Regions from separate parts of the Mus musculus genome. Here region 2 is linked to region 1. The links are chromatin contacts, called in public Hi-C maps. All regions are on one chromosome and are shown on one strand. The core of a region is the stretch at or near the end of the contact, and the rest is flanking DNA. Distances in the headings are between cores, read along the strand shown. Region 1 has its middle 130 kb from the start of Fbxo8. Region 2 has its middle 130 kb from the start of Gm33501.

The links. A called contact is a pair of places that touch in the nucleus more often than the background predicts.
Region 2: a Hi-C map of the N1E-115 cell line shows a contact between it and region 1, with 4 times the contacts expected there. The contact joins two enhancer-like sites.

The regions. Positions count from the first base shown.
Region 1 is chr8:56,680,162-56,687,341 of GRCm38.p6, reverse strand. No RefSeq gene overlaps it. Among named protein-coding and RNA genes, the nearest start is that of Fbxo8, 130 kb to the right of the region's middle. Within about 2 kb of position 2,816, at least 14 of the 459 cell types and tissues checked have an H3K27ac peak or open chromatin away from gene starts, as enhancers often do. A contact at or near this core is called in the N1E-115 cell line, where this site is marked.
Region 2 is chr8:57,010,468-57,017,647 of GRCm38.p6, reverse strand. No RefSeq gene overlaps it. Among named protein-coding and RNA genes, the nearest start is that of Gm33501, 130 kb to the right of the region's middle. Within about 2 kb of position 3,622, at least 15 of the 459 cell types and tissues checked have an H3K27ac peak or open chromatin away from gene starts, as enhancers often do. A contact at or near this core is called in the N1E-115 cell line, where this site is marked.

The DNA.
Region 1 (7,180 bases), core at 1,567-4,066:
ACATGTGTATTGTAGCATGGATGTGTGTCACCACTCACACTTAACACACACACACACACACACACACACACACACACACACACACACACACACACACACACGGGAGGTTCCATGAGTCTAAACAAACCAGGGCTACATAGTGAGATACTGTTCAATAAATAAATAAATAAATAAATAAATAAATAAATACCTATATCTCCCAATATAATGGTGTATTAAGTCTCCATCACTTGCCTTGTTTTACATAGTGAGATACTGTTCTATAAATAAATAAATAAATAAATAAATAAATAAATACCTGTATCTCCCAATATAATGGTTTATTAAGTCTCCATCACTTGTTTTGGTCCTAATCAAACTGGTTGAATGTCTAGAAATAGTTTTGTTCCACGAGAAAGAGTTCATAGTAAGAATGCATTGTGAAAATAATCTCTGGTACTGCAGACCATTAGGGAAAATCAGATTACTGGTTTACAAAGTCTATGCCTAGCATATCACATAACTATTCACTAATAAACGCACAATAAATGCTGACTAGCGAGAAGGGTGAGCCTGGAAACAAAGGAGAGAAGAAATGAGAAGACGGAACGCTAAAAATGGCGTAGTTAATTCCGAACTACATTCTTCAAAAGGTACCCCAAGCTACAATTTCCCCATTCCGTTCCCGTATCTGTAATCACTGCCTTTCATCTCCTCGAGAATTTCAAAATAGACAGTTTACAAAGAGTTCCAACTTCTAATAAGCAAGCTAAACGGTTTTCAAAGTCTTCCTGTTTCTTTTTTTTTTTTTTCTTTTTTTTTTTTTCCATTTTTTATTAGGTATTTAACTCATTTACATTTCCAATGCTATACCAAAAGTCCCCCATATCCACCCACCCCCACTCCCCTGCCCACCCACTCCCCCTTTTTGGCCCTGGAATTCCCCTTTGTCTTCCTGTTTCTATTTCTGCCTGATATGTAGGAAATTTTGCTTTTGCTATGTAAGCAGAAAAACATATAACGAATGGGCAATGACCATGTGGCCTATGTGGAGATCCCAAGGTCAAAGCTACAAAAGGAAAAATTCAGACGGCATTTCATGGCCAAGCATTTACAAGCTGTCTCTCAACAATCCACTGAACTTCTGAACCCCGAAAGCAAATTCTCTCAGCAAAACCGAGGCGAGAACTGAGACTTGATCTCAGATTCTTCTAAACTGATGAGTGTTCGGCAGGATATCTCTCAGAATAAAGTGAGGCAGCCCCCATAAAGGAGCAGCAATAAACCCCTCCCACCTGCCCTGTCAGTCTGCCACGCACCATAGGAGAGGGGCATCTTGTGGTGTGGCAGCAAACTGGGCAGAAAGCAGCCATTGCTCCATGGGGATATTAGGGGTGAGGATCAGGGTGCCAGACATGGCTAAATGACTGAAGACAGACATTATGGCCTGCCTAAAAGCAGAGAAGAAAATAAGACAAAAATCCCACCGTACCTCCTCTAACAGGTAGTTTTACTATCTAGATTCTAGACTCTAGAAAAATCAAAAAGTACATTTCATCCCTTGGAATTCTAGGACTGTCTTTTACAACCTCCCTTCTTTGCTTGGAAAACAGCTGCCTGTAAACCAAAACTTCCTCCAGCCCTGAGGGCACATAACATGTGTCCCCTTTCTCTTCCATTCTTATGCATAACGGAACCATCTTAAAGAATAAGTGTTAGGACTCAGGATTGACTCGTGGTTTCTAAAATCTAGAAGTTTCTTACTGGACAGCTTTCGATATCAGCTGTTAAATGTGAATGAAAGTGTGCATGTAAAACCACATCCTGCTGCATCCTTCATGCCATTGTCTTTAATATTCCATTTGTGTCCTATTGCCATCAGAATCTGTACACCTGATGCGTAAAACAGAGATACGCTTTTAGCTCCTAAAATGCTGTACTCTGGTATATCAAACTGTAACTAAGTAGACACTTGATTCCCTATTCAGAACCCAATTATTTAATAGTGCTTTGAAAGAAAGAGAACTTTAATTTTTATAAAGTAAAATAAAAAAAATAATAACATAGTCATTCAAGTGTAAAAATACCAGCATTTGAGACAGACAGCTTAGTGCCACACCTCACCGAAGCTTGTTTTATTTAAGTCAAACAACTCTAAATGTTGATGTGTTTAGAAGCCACTTTTTATATGACTTCAAACATTAATATGGTTATATGGCAATGTAATGTTTTAAATTACTAAACTTGTAGAAATATGATGATCAAATGAGTAGTGAAAAACATTTCTTTCCAGTGTATGCTACAAACTCAATAAAGAACGGCTAAAATGTATTTTTTTTAATTTTTATGATTCCATCCAGATTCCATTCCAGTTACCTTGGCAGATAACTGACACTGAATTTCTAGTAACGTATGCCAAGGCTGAAACATCCTTAACTATTCTTAGGCTCCAACACTATGCTAATGCAACAAATAAATACAATTTCCCCCTTTTCAAGACACTCATATCATAAGTATTCTCTTTTACTGTGTGTTGCCTTCTTCTATTGACTCATGTGACAAACCAAATAGCAAATGACATTTGTTTGCTTCAGATAGATGTGACAAACTTAGTGGTGTCTGCTATTTCTTTGACGTCCTAAAAGACACGACATCGATGTTCCATGTTTCTAAAGTAAATTCACTTTAAATTGTTTATTGATGCTGAAGTTCTTACAAAGATGCACACTATGAGCAAATGCTTTAGCTGACAACTCAAAAAAACAACATGCTTCGTGGAGCCTGAAACCCTGCTTTGGCTTAGAAAGAATCATAGTTTCGATTTGCCGTGAGAGTGAATGACTCAGCCTGGAAGATTGTTCGGCTCAGCCTAGCTGGGGTCATAGTAGAAGTGGCTGGCAATGTTTGTAAAATAGAAGAATCTTTCCTTGTGCATGACTACAATCCATTCAAGAAACAAGTATAATTCTTACCCATGAAACCAAAGTCAGCACTCCTAAGAAACCAAGTAAATACATTAAGGGAATAATCGAACGAAAGAACATCTAGAGAAAGTGGTAGATTCTTTCAAGCAAGTAAGAAAGAGTAGCAAAGGTTTGTTTTCGGTAGTGTATTTCAAGAGATAAGATGATTGACTTTTTTCTCCTAGATTTTTAATTTGAAAAATGCCAAACATATAAGCAGATTACACAACTAAAACCAACATACCTTAAGGGTATCCATTTTTAAATATCTTGCTTCATTTATCATCTCTCTCTCTCTCTCTCTCTCTCTTTCTCTCTCTCTCTCTCTCTCTCTCTTTCCCCTCCCTCCCTCCTTCCTTCCTTCCCTCCCTCTTAGTCTTCTCTGAGATATATTAGAGAGAGAGTAGAGAGAGGGAGACAAGCAAGCTGTTTTGGATGACATATTTGAAACTTTCCTACAGTGGCCATAACTCCTTAGTTCTGTCTGTCCCTTGAATAAGAACACCTTGCTTCAAAATCATCACACTATCAATCACAGTCCTTCCTCAATAGCTTGTGGGTTCGTTTTTAAATTCAACATTCAATCAAGCATTACAGAATATACAGAATTATACATTTAAGTGGGTCTTTAGACTTTTTAATCTGAAATGAGTTTTCACCATGATGAAATAAGAACACAATATTTTGAATATTAGTCTCAAGGCTGATCAATTAATATTGGCAGTAAATAATGGCAGTAAATAATTAGGAAAGTGACTTCTAAGACCTATTGTTATTTTTGGCCAAAAAATATGTTATCATTTCACCAGGAACTCTCCTTCCAACTCATCTAACTTCAAGTGATGTAGGGGGAAATATTAATTAACTAATGAATTACAGCATATTTGCAACTAGTAGCTTAAAGCACATAGACACCCATATATCACATTTAGCTCTTTAAACTCATCCCCAAAAACAAATTGGTGGTCAATCTTTTGTGTGTGACTCAAAGTTAATATTAATATTATTGAAAGAGAACAGGCAGCCAAACATGTAATATTTATTGTCCTTTTCTCCTTAAAGTCATTTTTGTAACAATTTGAACACATTCCAACAAAAGTTGGGTAAATACTTTTAGCAAGCACTGTTACATTAAATTTATATTTATTCCTTGACTATTTCCCTTCTTCTCAGTTGTTAGATTTTAAGAAAAGTATGTTTGTTGAAAACAACTTACTACTAATTCACTTCTTCAAGAAAAGTCTTCACATTATTAGAAGTGTAGCACTAAAGCACAACCAAACCACCGCATGATGACATCTTACAAATTTAATGTATCACATTCAGATGTTATGTCAAAGCATGCATTTCAACTTTGTATGTATGATAAAATGAAGACTCATTTATTAGTATTTATGACCATACATGTCAATATCTGTTCATAATGGAATAAACATATTCCAAGTACATATATGTGCACTAAAGTTATTTTCTAAATCTTGTGACAAATAGATGAAATGTTTTGTTTCATTTAAAGGCAATTCTTTAAAAGGAAAAATGCAATCATACTGAGAGACATGCAATGGAAATATCACTTCCTGCTTCTAATTTCTCCCTGAAACTAATGAAGTCAATCAGAAATAAACTATTTTAGTGTGAAGGTACCGGGCAAAGACAAGAGCATGGACAGTTAGGGGATTTCTATTGCCACCTAGCGTCTAACTTTATAATGGACTGATTTCTGAACATGGAAACAGTCCTATAATCTGGAACAGATTCTTTGAATGAAAAAAGTAATTATGAAAGTCGATGCTCACAGTCAGCTATGGGATGGATCACAGGGCCCCCAATGGGGGAGCTAGAGAAAGTACCCAAGGAACTAAAGGGATCTGCAACCCTATAGGTGGAACAACATTATGAACTATCCAGTACCCCAGAGCTCTTGACTCTAGCTGCATATGTATCAAAAGATGGCCTAGTCGGCCATCACTGCAAAGAGAGGCCCATTGGACTTGCAAACTTTATATGCCCCAGTACAGGGGAACGCCAGGGCCAAAAAGTGGGAGTGGGTGGGTAGGGGAGTGGAGGGGAGGGTATGGGGGACTTTTGGGATAGTATTGGAAGTGTAAATGAGGAAAACACCTAATAAAAATATTTTAAAAAGTAATTATGACACTTTTCAATCAAATAATTTCTTAGTTCTTTAAAAGCAACCCACTATTTCTTTATGAACCAGTAGTTATGTGAAGATAATTTTGCACCATTAATTAATTTAATATTTATTCATCTAAAATTCTGATTGCTGGCCCCACTTCCCCGTCCCTCCTCACAGGGCAGGGTCCCTCTTCCCCTTCTTCTCTGAGAGGGTGGGGTGCCCCTGGGCACAGATAGTTTTTAAAATCACATAACAAAGACAAAAGTTTATGGCAACTGTGCATTCTCTCTCTCTCTCTCTCTCTCTCTCTCTCTCTCTCTCTCTCTCTCTCTCTCTCTCTCGTGTGTGTGTGAGTGTTTGTGTGCACGCACTTTAGTGTACACATTCTGTATGTAAGTGCATTCATGTGTGTGTGTGAGTCGAAAATCAATGTAAGTGGTCATTCTTCAGGTGGCTTCTACCTCTTTTTTATTTCTTTTTGAAAAGAGTCTTAATATAAGCATGAGGCACGATGCCTAGCATTGACTTGTTAGCATGCGCTCTGAGCATCAATCCCAGTGCTCTGTGTCTATACAGCATGCACTTTATTCACTGGGAACTGTTCATAGCTGCCAAATAGCATTTTGTTATTTTTTAGATATAACAATATATAAATTATTAGAATATAATTTTTGAAATTTAATAGTTTGTATGCCATTGTAAAAACAACTCAGTTTTCTTCCCAGCAGCGTAAAGGCTCAACAACTTACGGATATAAGAAACCATATTTAAGTAGTTCTAGCAGCACCATGAAAAGATCCCAGTGAATGTTTCTGGAAATACAGCTCAGTGGTGTGATAGTCTGATTCAACAGACACTTTAGTAGTCACTTACTATCCAAGTCAAGAGCATAATGCAGTAATGCAGATTACAACTCTCAGGAGTGATGTAACGTGGTGTTTTACTGGTCTACAGTAGGACGGTCAAAGTCACCTTCTTTATAAATGGATGTTAGCAGTTGGCCCAGAAGTGCCATTCTCCAATGTTCCCCTAAAAGTCGAGTTGAACTATCTCACCCTTCTTTTATCTAATATGGGGCAGACTGAAAAGGCTCATCGAGGTGATAACCACCTCTCCTCTAAGAATCAACTTCACAATTTGACTTTGGCAAACTGTCCACACTGAACGACTTATCTGCATGTGAGGTTCCCCATCACAGTCATGGCTACTCTGTTTAATTTTGACTTTTCATAATGAAACAAGTTCTGTGTGATAGCAGCAAGAGGCACATGCGTGTGAATACTTTTAAATCTTCATAGATGAGGACAGACTGCCTCTTGGCACCTCTTCTGTAAGATACACCACAAGATTAGGAGCCTTGAACAACATACAAGCTGTTATTTATTTGTTTGGACTGACTTGCAATTGTAAACATCACATATTTGGTTATGTGATCATTTTTCCCCAGAGAAGGCATGGTCTTAGGCTAGGATCTTTGAAGTTATCAATATTCACCAAAGTCAGATTTGAGTCACTGCATGTGATTAAATGCATTGATTAAAAAAAATGTGACAACTATGTTTGTACATGTAAAATATTAATTAAAAATCTGGCTCCTTTTTATAAATATGGTAACAGAAAAATGCAATAGTGCTACTGAATGATCAAAGAGGAGGAAGTGATCCCCGTAATTCTTTCTACAAAACGGGGGGTGGGAGGGATGTTAGCTAAGCAAGGTGTTGCATGCCTGTAATTCCTACACACTCAAAACAGAGGCAGGGGGACCATGAGTTCAGAACCATCATGGGCTACATCATGGGCAAGTTTGAGGCAAACCTAAAGTGTACACAAACACGACTTCAATAAAGATATTGTAGGAATAATCAAGCAACAATTATTCCTTTTAAAATGTGGGTTTTGGCTTATTTTGGTAATAAATAGCTTTCTCCAAGCTCCTTAATCTCTTGTTAGCTCTTCCACATAGACAAAGTCTCCCACAACAACCAATTAAAAATGTCAACGATGTTTCCAGCATCTCATACATATTTATTTCATCAATTCTGTCAAAGTCGTAATTTTTTAAACTTAAAATCCAATAAAAGAGGGAAAAAATGTGTCAGTAGTT
Region 2 (7,180 bases), core at 2,373-4,872, 330 kb before region 1:
TGGGTCATGGTTTCATTAAGTTTCAGTTCATGATTTACTTGCCCAATGTTTTGAACCTATAGTGAGACATTATGGTTGCAAGAACATGTGGGACAAAGTTGCTCACTTAGTAGTGTCTGGGAGAGAACATATAAATATTTCATAGTGTGTGCATGCACATGTGTGTGTATGTGTGTGTGTGTGTGTGCATGTGTTTGAATATATCTGTGATTGTGTACTTCCTATTTCTCTGTCTCCTTTTTTCTCATTCAGACTCCCCAGTGTAATTGATGGCATAATGCATATTCAGAGTGTATCTTCCTTAATTCCTCCTGGAAAATGCTCTTACTTACAAACCGAGATACGTGCTTTACTAATTTAGGCATCTCAAAATGACATCAAGCAGACATTGAAGAGTAACTATCGCATCTAATAAATGTGCTGCGTATTAAATCCTCCAAATAGCACTTCATGCCTGGCACTTCACATTTGTTGGATGACTGTTGAGAATTCAGTTGATTTGTACATGAGTTGTAGAGCTAGGTATTTGAACTGAAAGCCTTGATCTATTAAGAGAATTTGTAAATTGAAGTACTGGTCTGCTCAAGTTAGGTAAAACCTGTCATTTCTAGGGATATTGTTCATGTACCAATTTATAAAGCTCTATACCATAGCTTCATTATTGGTAATGTCAAAATAAAATACCTGTCAAATAAAGATTTTCCCTGTGAACCATCACTCTAGCAACCTGGCCTTTTCTCTGGTAGACCGTAAGTATGTTGCCATTTGCTGTGTGATCTATGAGGTACAGCGGACCTAAAGGGAACAATACTGAACCAATGAAACCTTAGAAGGCTGTATGCAAGCATGAGTTAATAAGAACACTGTGATCTCCGTTTAGATAAAATGAATGGTGTGTATATGAGCTTCTGTTTGCAAAGAAATACATAGGATTGATATTTTCCTATGGATAAACTGCTAATTTAGCTTAAAAAAATCCAAAGCCATTGAAAGTCATAAAAATGTCAATCACCTTTTAAAAAATTTATCGGTAATTCTCTCTGATGCCAAAGAGAGAAGGGGGGCGTTGTTAAGCCTGAGAACGTTTATCTGGCTCTATGAAAGCAGCAATAATGTGGGAAACTTAACTTACATTTGCTCAGGGATTAGTATATCTGATCAAAGTCTAAATTCCAGATGGTTCAGAATAATAGCAAGGTGTTTTGAATTTTACCAACTTCTGTGAAGATGGGCAGATTCAACATGTAAATAATTGTGTGTGTGTGTGTGTGTGTGTGTATGCATGTGTGCCTGTACTTGAAAATCTCATTAATTTATGCTAATTATGTGCAATGTAATTTGCATGAATGTAACTAATTTCACCAAGTATTTTTTTTTTTTACTGAATGTAAGACTTCCTTTACGAGTTATTGCTTGTGTTTTTTTTTCCAGACTTTTGCTCCTGATTAAATTCTAAATTTCTGTAAGTCTACATAAGCTTAGATGAGCTTTAAGTGAGTGTCAAGATTTCTCTAAGAGGTTTGACATAATCAAAATGCACTCTTGGGTGAATTGTTTTCTTCAGTTAGATCAGACTCAACATGATTGGAGCATGTTCTCTACTTTCAAGAATATGCTTCCAAGGTCCAAATGTGGATGCTTCAGTCCTACTTAGAAGGCAGAAGGAAATGATCAGAAGAGGCAGAGAGAGCGAGGAACCTGGGTGGGAGAGGAGAGGAGGATGGAAAAGGGGAGGGAACAGGATCAGGTTTGGAGGGGGACAGGAGAGAAGCCCTGAGGCCAGGAGAATGAGTGGAAATAGCCTTGAGGGGTGAGAGATGGGGGACCCTCTGGAAAGTACCAGAGACCCAGGAGGTGAGAGACTCTCAGGACTCAATGGGGGGTGACCTTAGCCAAAATGCTGAAAATTGGGGAGAGGGAACTTGAAGAGTCCACCTCCAGTATATAGACAGGGCCTCAAGTGGAGGGACTGGTTACCAATCCGCAGTCAAAATATCTGACCCAGAATTGTTCCTGTCTAAAAGAACTGCAGGGATAAAAGTGGAGAAGAGACTGAGGCAGTCCGAAATGGCCCAACTTGGGATCCATCTCATGGGGGGTGGGCACCAAGGCCTGACACTATTACTGATGTTATGATGTGCTTATCGACAGGAGCCTGGCATAGCTGTCCTCTAAGAGGCCCTACTAGCAATCTACTGAGACAGATGGACGGATACTTGCACCTAACCATTGGACTGAAGTCGGTTGAATTAGGGGAATGATTGAAGAAACTGGAGGACAAAGTGATTGTATAGGAAGACTAGCAGTCTCAATTAATCCAAACTCCAGGGAGCTACCAGAGACTGAGCTAGCAACCAGGAGCATACAGGGGCAGTCTGAGATCCCTGGCCTAGATATAGCAGAGGAGGGCTTGGTCTGGACTTAGTGGGAGAAGATGCACTTAATCCTTGAGAGACTTGAGGCCCCAGGATATGGGGAGGTCTGGTGGGGGGAGCACCCTCTCAGAGGCAAGGGGGAGGAGGAATGGGATGAGGAGCTGTGGGAGGGGGGACTGAGCAGAGGCAATGACTGGAATGCAAATAAATAAAATAATTTTTAAAAAGAACATGCTTCTGCTTCAATAAATCAAAGCTGAAATACTTTAGTACCCACTTTTGAAGTCTAAAAGAAGGCTCAGTTACCCAGCATTGATGATACACTAATCTAGCATTTCTTAATTGCATTTCCAGAATCGTATTTTCTTTTGTTGTATTTCAAAAATATTTAAAATTTTTCAGAATTTTAAAAATAATTGTTAAATCAAAAAAATTGAAAGTAAAATATCTGGGCCTAATTTTAAATCAGAACATTATGAATTTTTAGCAGAATCATCTTAAATAGCAATCACATGTTTGACTTGTGTGAGGGGGGAATACTGAGGCTAGTTTAGTTGCTGGGTTTCACTCAAAGTGTTACAAAAGCAACTGTTGTACAATTCTTCATTATTTTTTGGTCTGGCTTCTACAGAATAGTTCAGTATAGTCTTTGCAATTTCAATTAACTTGTGATTTATGTTAAGAATTATAACTTGATGTACTTTATGTTTTCCTTAGACAACTCAATTAGACGAATAGAGTTTATTACATTTTGTATTCAATAATTTTTATTCTTAAATAGAGAGTTTTACACAATGATGACAAAATGGTTCTTTTTAAAGAGGACTTTTTTTTTTAAGGGTGCTTTTGTAGGGAAAAATTACACACTTCCTTGTGTTACACGGCAAGCATCCTGTGTGTTATTTAGAGATCCTTTATCATGGAGGGTGGTCCAGTAGTGATTTACCAGGGGGAAAAAGGAGTGTACAAAATTTAATTATTTTTGACCTCAAATAATTATATGCCACTAAACTAATTAAAGAGCCAATTAACAATGGACCACTAATGGGCAGTCTGCTCTTGCATGAGTCACTTCTCCATTCACAAAGAATAAGTGATTTATAGTAGAAGCAACTTGTGAAGGATGTTTTGGGGGATAACTATTGCTGTCATTGCTATGTTAAATCACAGGCCAACTTCTGGATAAAAAGAGACAGGCTTATCATGAGCCAGGAAAACAGCAGCCCCAGCCTGATAGCTTTGAGTCAAGGCCTTGTTTCAGAGCTATGACTCAGTGTGGGGTAGCTGGGAGCTCTGTTCTCAGCTCTTTCCAATCCAGCTATTCAGTTCCTAATGTTCAGGTTGCGTGCCTCATACCGATTATTTTTTTGTGAAGTCCATCACAGTCGGCCTTATTTTTCTCCAGAGCATTCATCTTCATTTCCAAGTGAATGAAGGGGCATTTCAGTGGTACCACTGTCTGCGAGGCAGTGTTAATAGTTCGACCAAGAAAACAACTGCAGAAAGGACTAGAGGGATGTGAAACTCTCATACACAGAAAGCCTTTTCATATGTGCCAGTGTGGACTATTCAGATGTTTGTGGGGACAAATTTATTTTTATGGTGAGAATTAAAATACCCACAAATATAAACAAATATAAACACGCATTATTATCGAGCGGATGTTTTTATTTTCAGTCTGTCAAAATTTGTAATTTATGACTGCTTTTATGAGTTCATTTTTTTCTTGTGACTAAACCATGAAACATTTTTTTATTGCTTTCTTATTCAACAACCTACAGATGAATATAATTATTGGGTAAGAAGCAGCAATTGGGAGCTGGAGAGAGGATGAGGCCAGCAGCAGGGTCTGAGGTAGAATCCTGGGCGGACATCCATGTAAAATCCCCGGTGTGGTAGGTGCTCCTGCTTGTAAGTGCGGTGCTCTGGGAGGTGGAGACAGGAGTTTCACTGTGTCTTGCTGACCGCCATTCTAGTTCCATGTTCAGTGGGTGGGACTACACCGTAAAGAAAAGAAACGGATAGTGATAGGGTTCTCCATCTGGCTTCTACATACTCACAGGGACGCAGGCACACATGTTTGTATTGAATCTCTCTCTCTCTCTCTCTCTCTCTCTCTCTCTCTCTCTCTCACACACACACACACACACACACACACACACACACACACACACACGGGGAGTACAATAACAGATAAGTTGTTGCTATATTATTATTACATTTTTGTCAACCATAGCACAGTTGAGACAAGAAATGATTGGGACCTATGTACAAACAAGCAGGGATTATGGTGCCTCGGAAAAAGCTATACTTTGGGTGGCAGCCCTGCCATTCCAAGGAGCAGACTAGAAGTACTATGCTTAGAAATGGGCAAAAATGGAAACTCAGATGTTTGTGTGGCTTCCATGGGCTTTTTAAGATTGAATACTAATGTACCAGTTTTTAGACATCATGCAGACAGACAACCAGCTTTCAGGCTGTTTAGGACTCTTGGGCTGCCAGGCTGTAAACTCTGATTTTATCTTAGAGGATTTAACTTACTTTATTTCATGTGAATTTCCTTAGAAGTAGTCCTCATTTTCTTCTCACTCCCCTTTTTATTTAAAAAGGTTATATAATATAATATAATTCGATCCCCCAACTTCTAGGTTCTTCTCACCCCATTTCTCACTTCATCTCTGTCTCTGTCTCTATCTCTATCTCTGTCTCTGTCTCTCTCTCTCTCTCTCACACACACCCCAAAACACAAAAAGAAAAGCAAACAAAAAATCAACAAAAAAAGACACCCCAAAATGAAACAAAAAGTGCCTCCCAAAATCCCATGGAGTTTGCTTTAGCACTCTAAAGTCAGGGCCAACTATTTCACTTATACCCTCTTGCATGTGATGTGTTACAATATGTTAGATATTGTTAGTGCTTTGTAGGGGAGAAAAGAGATGCTTAGAGTAGCATTGATTAACCCCAGTGAATCATCACAAGTTGACAGAGCTCATATTTTCTCCATAGAAATTTTGGACTTTTAAAATTAACTTACACTGTGAATTCTAAGCTTCTAAATTCATAGATTGGAGTCCAAACTCCTACCATGTATGGGTAGTTAGAGACCTTTTAAAAGGTAACTGGTGTTGAATAGAGCTCTAAGCACTGGTGACTGATAAGAAAATCCCAGGAGTGTGTATGTGCAGAGAAGACACCTCCGAGAAGATCATCCACAAACCAGGACAAGGGTCTGCAGAGATACCAACCTCATAGGCAACTGGACCTCGGGCTTCTAGCTGCCATCCCTATGAAAATGGGAATTGTGCTGTTTAAGCAAAAGAAAGAAAAATGACAGTTGCTTCCTTCTTTGTAATGACCACATACTGACTTTTATATTTTCTGCGTTCCAGCAACATCCAATCATCCATTCACATGAAAGTCAAACTGTTTAGAAATAGGAAAGCAATTCTATTTATAGTTGGGTGTCTGATCTTGTGTTGTGTGAAATAGCTGTCAACCTATTTATGTGATGGGTGAATAGATGGTGTTAAATTCTTTAATGATTGCATATATCTGTTCAATTGTTTTTCTTTAGGGTGGAAAACTTTCGGTGACAATAAATGTGGGAATCTTCAAAAACTCAAAAACTGCAACATTTTCCTAAAACGTGATTTGTCCACACAAAGATATATAGAATTGGCATGGTATTCCATTTCATCAAAATATTTTGTATTTTCTAGTCCTGTTTCTTAATTACATGTTTTAACATAGTTATAAAAATGTCATTTAAGAAAATCTAAAAATGAGTTTAGAATAAAAACATAATCAATCACAAATTTATAAAAGCACCATTAGTAGGATGATAGCTTAGCAAAATAACCAAAGTATTACCTAGTATATTATTTAGGAAAGTAAATACCTAAGATGTTCTGAAATATGAAACACATGAAGCAGAAGAGTATATTATTTAGAATGAGAAATCATGAAAGGCTATTCTCGGTAGAATTTGAATTTTTGGATTGAGTATCTTCTCCGCAATGTTTCTCTATAATGACAAAACTACGTAATAGGAATACAACTTATGCTATTCTATGGTAGGAACCTGGACTAAGTGATTATATTATATTTAATGTGAAGTAAAGGGTTAAATTTAACTGTGTCCTTAGTATGGTATTTTTAAGTAGGAATAGACTACTTAAAAATATACAATAATTCACTATTTAGTCAAACAAAACTGTTTGTTGCCTAAAAATTGAAATCATATACATTATTATATGTTATATGATATACATTCATTTTCATGCTAGGCAAAAATAAGCAATGCTTACTCTATGCTAAAGATCACATAAGGAAACTGGAAAAACAGGGAGGGGAGTCTGGGAGAGAGAATGCCTGAATTTATGCCAGATGTAGAGAGTGTCCCTTGGGGTGCATTCATTACAGACACGCACAATTAATCCTCCAGAGGCTCAGCTCACATCACGCCTTTCTTACCTGTTCATTGGCTGACACCTGCACATTAGGAGTGCACCTGGTCGAAATGCGAGTGACTCCCAACACCAGCTTGTAAAACCTTTTTTCTATTAATTTTCCTGTTTAAAATGTAGCAAAATAAACTCAGAAACAAAGAAAGACACCTACATAAACAAGTAGATTCCTGAAAGGCGCAAGTGGCCACTGGAAACAACCAAGTAAAAGGAAAAAAAAAAAAAAAGACCCAGGTGGAAGGAGAGTTTAAGGGGCCTCAGAGCACTGTGAAGGCTTCTCACAGTGGTACAGTTATAGAAACACCTGGTTCTGCAAATGGGCTTGTCCACTGGGAAAAT